2 separate regions of the Zea mays genome follow, and region 1 is linked to region 2. A link is a contact called in public Hi-C data. All regions are on one chromosome and are shown on one strand. Each heading gives the region's core, a stretch centred on a gene start, on an enhancer-like site or on the middle of the called end of the contact. The rest is flanking DNA. Distances are from core to core; before and after follow the strand shown.

What was found. A called contact is a pair of places that touch in the nucleus more often than the background predicts.
Region 1: a Hi-C map of bundle sheath shows a contact between it and region 2, with 3 times the contacts expected there. The contact joins two enhancer-like sites. A contact is called at or near these places in 4 of 25 Hi-C or Micro-C datasets (bundle sheath and leaf).

What each region holds. Positions count from the first base shown.
Region 1 is chr1:231,643,389-231,646,786 of Zm-B73-REFERENCE-NAM-5.0, forward strand. No RefSeq gene overlaps it. Among protein-coding and RNA genes, the nearest start is that of LOC100273810, 17 kb to the left of the region's middle. Within about 2 kb of position 2,108, at least 19 of the 20 cell types and tissues checked have an H3K27ac peak or open chromatin away from gene starts, as enhancers often do. A contact at or near this core is called in bundle sheath and leaf, where this site is marked.
Region 2 is chr1:231,562,514-231,565,566 of Zm-B73-REFERENCE-NAM-5.0, forward strand. No RefSeq gene overlaps it. Among protein-coding and RNA genes, the nearest start is that of LOC100285702, 22 kb to the left of the region's middle. Within about 2 kb of position 1,363, at least 19 of the 20 cell types and tissues checked have an H3K27ac peak or open chromatin away from gene starts, as enhancers often do. A contact at or near this core is called in bundle sheath and leaf, where this site is marked.

The DNA of each region.
Region 1 (3,398 bases), core at 858-3,357, 82 kb after region 2:
GATTATTAGAAATATTCCATATAAAATCGAAAGAGAAAGAATGAAGGGTGCCCCTTAAGCTCCAGCGGCTTACACGCCTTAAATACTTAAATATTAAGAATTATGTACCGAGTAATTATATAACTATCCTAATGTTGTGTGATGTCGTTGAGAACTCTCTTTTGGGATATCAGTGCTATATTTTGTGTGATCTGATAACATGATATATCGTGCCATTTAATATTGAATGTTGCTGAACATATAATAAAATTATATTGGGTTCGATAATTTTGTCATGCTAGACACAAAGATAATATTCTATTTCAGTATCTTTATTACTGATGGAATATGTGGCTTCAATATTTTGTATATTTTGCATTTGGTTTTTTTGCGATTAAAATGATTATGTCTAATGAAATGTCGGTGGGTATGAGTATTCGATAGGTACATATTATCCGTGGTGGGTATGTGTATGGGGTAATTTTGTGCTAGTGGATATAAATATAGTATTTTTTTTAGTTTCTACATGAGTCCAAACGTGTGGGGAAAAAAATCGGACGACAGCTCGTACACGTATATACGGGCGTATTAAAAGGGTTGGGCGCAGAGGGGGCACACATTGTTCTGTTTGGAAAAAAGTATATATAATTTCGCCTGCACGAAGAAAAATCCCAGCTTACCACGTGAGACAACGACACATCGTCTCATTCTCCAAGCCACAAAAAACAAAGTCCCAGCACACATTGTTCTGTTTGGATAGCTGATCAGTTGTTGTCAGCCATTGTGCTTGTCTGTTTGATGAGGTTTTCTTTTGGAGGGAATGCAGCCTGCAGAGTCTTGTATTGGGAGCAGTTGGGTTGCCGTGGTTTGGGCTACGTACGCGGTACGCGTAACCGTTGACGAGGGAAAAAGAAACGCTTCAAGCCACGGGCAACCGCTCTTGAAAGCTTGTGTTTTAGAGGGTGTTTGGTTGCTCCTGCTAAAGTTTAGCTCGTGTCACATTAAGCGTTTGACTTTTAAATAAGAGTATGAAATATAGACCCAACCAACTAGACTAGATTCGTCTCGTCTTTTAATCTTCGGCTGACAAATTAGTTTTATAATCCGACTACATTTAATAACCGGAACGGAGTTTCAAACATTCGATGGGACATGAGCTAAATTTTAGCGGGGTGTAACCAAACACCCCCTTAGTCATCCTATCTCTTATTTCTCGGCCGAGATAGAGCCGATCATCCACGGTATCTCATACGATAGAGAAAAGATCATCCACCGTATTGTATTGCGAAATCTAGCCCTAGTGCAGCACAAGGGTCCCTATAAATCAGAACTTTACTAAGTGCGTTTTAAGCCTTCCTAGCCTTTACACGAGAATACATCTCTTATAAATCAGTCTATCTTATATGTACACATAACTAGGAAAAATCAGCGAGTGACTTTTTAATCTTAGTTTGAAATTCGTTTCCATTAGAATTTTAACTCAGGATCTGAGAAATGCTACTCAGACCACCTAACCAATTCAGCTATAGCCTCTTTCGTATCTCATCTCTTATCTCAAACTGCATTATATAAACAGTATAGTTCAAGTATAAATTAGTGTAAACTAGTGTTTTATACGACGCGCGCAATCACCCCACCATCGCAAAAGATTCGGAGCTCAGAACGAGACATTGGTTGTCAATAGCGAGGCGAACTAGGCAGGTGGAGTGCGAAATGTGGGCCCGTGTGTGGCTCCTCACTGAGCATGTGCATTTCGTGGGATCTGTGGATTGTATGCGCAACCGTAAACAATTACCACGCCTCCCTTGTGATCTCTGAGCAGTGAGCACGATGGGCGTTGGCCAACGGCCATTCCGGAGTAGTACAGGTACAGTACTCAACAAACCAAAGGGACACTCGCAGATGGATCTGGTAGCTTGTCGGGACATCACCGTATATTCTTCTTTTAAAAAACAAAAAGATAGGGAAAATATAATCACATATGGGCGCCGCACTGGTGCTAGTACAACTGAGCACTTACAAAAGTTTTTTTAAAGAAATTAATTGTTTGAATTAAGTGTCTGCCATGTGACGGAACTGTCTAGAAGGGGGGCTATGGGCTATGGCCGAGAAGGGAGGCTATGGCCGTCGTCAGCTCTTCCATCAGCAGAAAAGTTCTAAAGGCGTTTTGGGCTGCCCCGCGAACCAAGCGGAGGAGAGGATAGAATCCCTTTGAACCCTAGTTTGGTTACTCTAGTAATGAAAGAGATGAGAGTGGATTAAGATGTATTGTTAGAGTTTTTAATCTATTGTGGATTCATGCACTCTCCAATCCTTCCAAACCACTTCAATACTAGAGTATCCAAAATAGGCCTGAAATATGTATTTTTTTCTATTTTCTGTGTTTTTCTGTAAAAATAAATCAATTTCTGTGAAATTTGTGTATAATTTCTCTAAAATTTTTGTAATCCAAAGGAGCCCTATAACAGGATTGACGATCAGTAGTACATACCATCCCCTATTTTGACTCTTAGAGTCCTTTGTTTGGATGCATAGGGATTGAGGTTGAGGTGCATATAATCTTTGGCTAGTTATTTTTTTATTAGCAAGGGATTATATGTACTTCAATCCACATGCATTCAAACAAGTTCTAAGGGTCTATTTAGTTTTTTGGTTCCATTAAACTAAAGTTTAGTCCATGTCACATCGGTTGTCTAAATGACAATTAAGAGTAATAAATATAGTCTCGCTATGAAACTAATTATACAAATAAAAACTAAACCAGGCTATGAAACTAATTATACAAATGAAAACTAAACGACGAGACAAATTAATAAACCTAATTAAATCTATATTTAATAGTCATAATTAATATTCAAACATCAGATATGACACAGATTAAACTTTAGCCACAGAAACTAAACGACGATATGGTTCTCATTTTCTGTTTTTTTCTTTGGTTTATAAAGAAAGATAGCATCATGTTCTTGTTTTTTTCTTTTTAATTGTTAGAAGGGGAGTCCCCTAATATCCCCGTTTATTAAAAGCCACTGGGGATTGAGGACTCCTCGTTCCAAGCATCCTCAACCTCTCGCGTGCCGACGCGTGGCCTGGTTCTCGAACCCGACATTTTTGTTTGATTCAAAATAGCCGCACACGTGATGTGCATCATGTCTGCGGTCCGCCCCTCCCCTCCAACACACCAGATTCCCATGTCGATCCTCCCTTCGCGTCCATGCCTACTCCCTACCTCGCCGTCGTCGTCCAACTAAGTGCTCCGCTCCACACCCTCCCTCCAGTCCCGCTGCACCAATGTCTCCTCCCGAATTTGCCCGAGTCCCGTGTCCTCGCTATCACTCATGCTAGTTCTTATACATATAAGAAACAAATTAGAAAGCTCATAGAGCTAAGAAAAAAGAGCAACAAAACTACACAAAAAT
Region 2 (3,053 bases), core at 113-2,612:
GCACTATAGTCGTTGAGTTTAGTACTGTGTAACTAGCTATTATAATGCTTTGATCTTGGTGTACTAATCTATTGAGGAGTAAAGCCTGCAAGCTAAAAAATAAGCTATTAAGAAAAGTTCTAAGTTTAAGTGACTAGGTATGAGATCAATAGGGAGAATATTGGGTTGATCTTAAGCCAATCTCGCTAGAGGATCGAGCTCGACTCTACCCGCCATGTCTTAATTGGAGGCACAATAATTTATTGGTTGTGGGGCCTCTTCACATCGTGTATATAAAAATGGGACAATGCTGGCATGCGAATCAACGTTCGCGCAGGTATCTCCTCGACCTCGTCATAGTTGCTCCAAGCTATAACACCATTGTACATGTATGTATAGCTCAAGAATGATTGGATGAATGGACGTGCGTAGCCAAGCTCGCATGAGCCTGTTTCACTTGGTACGACCAATTTCTGCGTATAAGTGGATGCGGACAAATAAGTCTAGATTGTATCAGTGTGTGCGCGCCAGTATGGCTACATGCAGCGAATCAAACATAAGTCGAGTCATGGTCAATGCATATGGAGAGTCAGGCTCTTCGTATACGAAAACCAAAAACATGGATAGTGTACATCCCTGCCATGCTAAGACTGCGTTCAGCGGTTACCCCCAAATTTCTCCCCCTATATCCCACTCACGTGTCACGTCAACGTTCTCTTCCCCCTATATCTCCACCGTATACAGCGGTTCCCCCTAAATCATTCCCCTATACCCCACTACAACCATAAAATATTATTTTCCATATCTTTTCATCATCTATTATCATTTTTCTCTCCTCTAACAAACATTGACGCGCACGCATAGCGAGGAAAGGGGGCTGCCACAGCGCACTCTTAATCTGGCGGAGTACTGGCCTCTCCCCTTGCACTGTTGCCGCTAGAGGAAAATATAGCGTCATGCGTTGAAGGGTGAAGGAGATGCCTGTAGCCGTCACAGGTAGTGGAGAGGGAGGCTGGCGGGATGCGTTGAACACAGTCTAATGCATTTGAAATCATCCAGACGTGTAAGGCCAGGGGAGGAACATGCCGGCACAGGCGCACAGCGCAATCGCATCAACGAAAGAAAAAAAAAACCCGCCGCCGAACTGTCTGTCTCCTCACAATGCTGGTGTCACCCGTGAAAATGGTGGACATACACTGTTGCTGTCGCCCTTTTGGACGTGTGGACAGCGGTGGCCGTGAGCGCTGCTGTTAGGCAAACAAATCCAAGATTAGGCTTGGACCACAAGGAAGCTGCGTCTGCGTGGCCAGCTCGCCACACGGTCGATCCAGACTCCGGAGTCGAGACTTTTGCAGCAACCAGAGTCCAGACAAGGACAGGACATGCGACCTGTTAAAAACATGCGCAGACTGCTAGACCGTACCGCGAGCCCCACAGTCCCAGCAGCTGTCGAGCGTCGACTGTTGCTGTTGCTCGAACTCGTGTCGCACACGCAGCTGAAGAAGCTTCCTGCCTCTCCGTTATTACTTTACTCCATTGACCTGTTCAAAGTCATTTTTCTTATTGTTTTTCGGGGGAGTTCGGGACACCAGGCCAGGGTCAGGTTTACCACCACTCAACTCAACCGCGCGCAGTTTCCTCTTCCTCTGGGGCACGTCACCTAATCCACACCGGCGGCACAAGGCAACGGCTTCACGCAAGAAATCCCTCCCTCGGCCGCGGAATGCGAAGCGGGGGAAAAAGCGGAGCAGGCACAGGCAGCGCGATGACGCCGCGGAGAGGGAGACAGGTGACGTCGCGCCGATGGGATGCCTTTTGACTGACAGTCTGACCGAATTTTTTGTATTTTAGCCCCTAAACCGAAGTAAATTTACGTTTAGACCTAAAAAAATTTTAAATGCAGTTTTGGACCCTTTGCTCGGCGCCATAGGCCGTGGCGCCGAGCTAACACAGCTCGGCGCCACAGCCTATGGCGCCGAGCTGTGACGTGGCCGCTCTGACGTGGCGGCGGCGCGGCCTCGTAGCTCGGCGCCACAGATCTTGGCGCCGAGCTACAAATGCCTATAAAAACGCCCGCGCGGCTGGCCGAGAGCAGCTCATTTCATTCCATTTCCAAACTTCGTCAAAAATTGCTGGATTCAAAGATTTGAGTTGGTTCACTTCGTAGGCCAAGGTATGATTTCGAACTGATTCGTTTAGTATATTGGGTTGTTAGTTAAATAATTTGTATACACCTATTATATTATTATTTCGAATATTAGTTTGTGTAGACTTATTATAAAGCATAATAGGTACAAGTGATAATTATAATCGTTTATTAGATGAAAGACATGTACCGAGAGGCGTTGTGGCAGAAGAGAGGTCGTCCTCGTGAGTTATATCCGGACGTATCTAGTAAGGATGCTCCTGTTCCTCCGGAACTCCCCGTGCCTAACTGTGACTGTGGCAGACTGGCTTGGGTACATCAATCACAACATCCAGACACGGCTGCTCGCTGCTACTACCTTTGTGGCACTTTGGACGTACGTAGCTTATGACTTGTCACTTAACTTTGTTCGCGTTCATTATTTTGTAGATATGTAATAGTGCATCTTTCCATTATTTTAGGGACATCAGAGGTGTTTCTTTTTCCAGTGGATCGATGGTCCTGATAAATTTGACCCTCGATATCTTCTTTTCGTTAATTGGTTGAGTGGAAGGACCAGTCATGAGCGTTTTAAGCGTTGGGTACCTCCTCCCCCGAATCCTCCACCAATGACGGATGCAGAGAAGGAGGTAGCAACAGAAAGACGGATGGACTCACCGCCTCGATGCGATTGTGGAGACCGTGCTGTCATCGACGAAGACTATGACAAGCAGTTCTGTTGTCCGAACATTGATTATGTGAGCCCATTGATACGCTAAATATATGAACTAGTTTTTATTTACAATAAATTACTAATTTTTTCTCCTGCAGCCATACGGGTGGCGTAAGTGTCGTTTCAGAGAGTGGTTGTATGGTCCTTTGTCCCATTGGCCAGAGCCAGAGGTAAAGGAAAAGAGATACATGGGGTGGGCGGCAGAAGAGGTCAAAT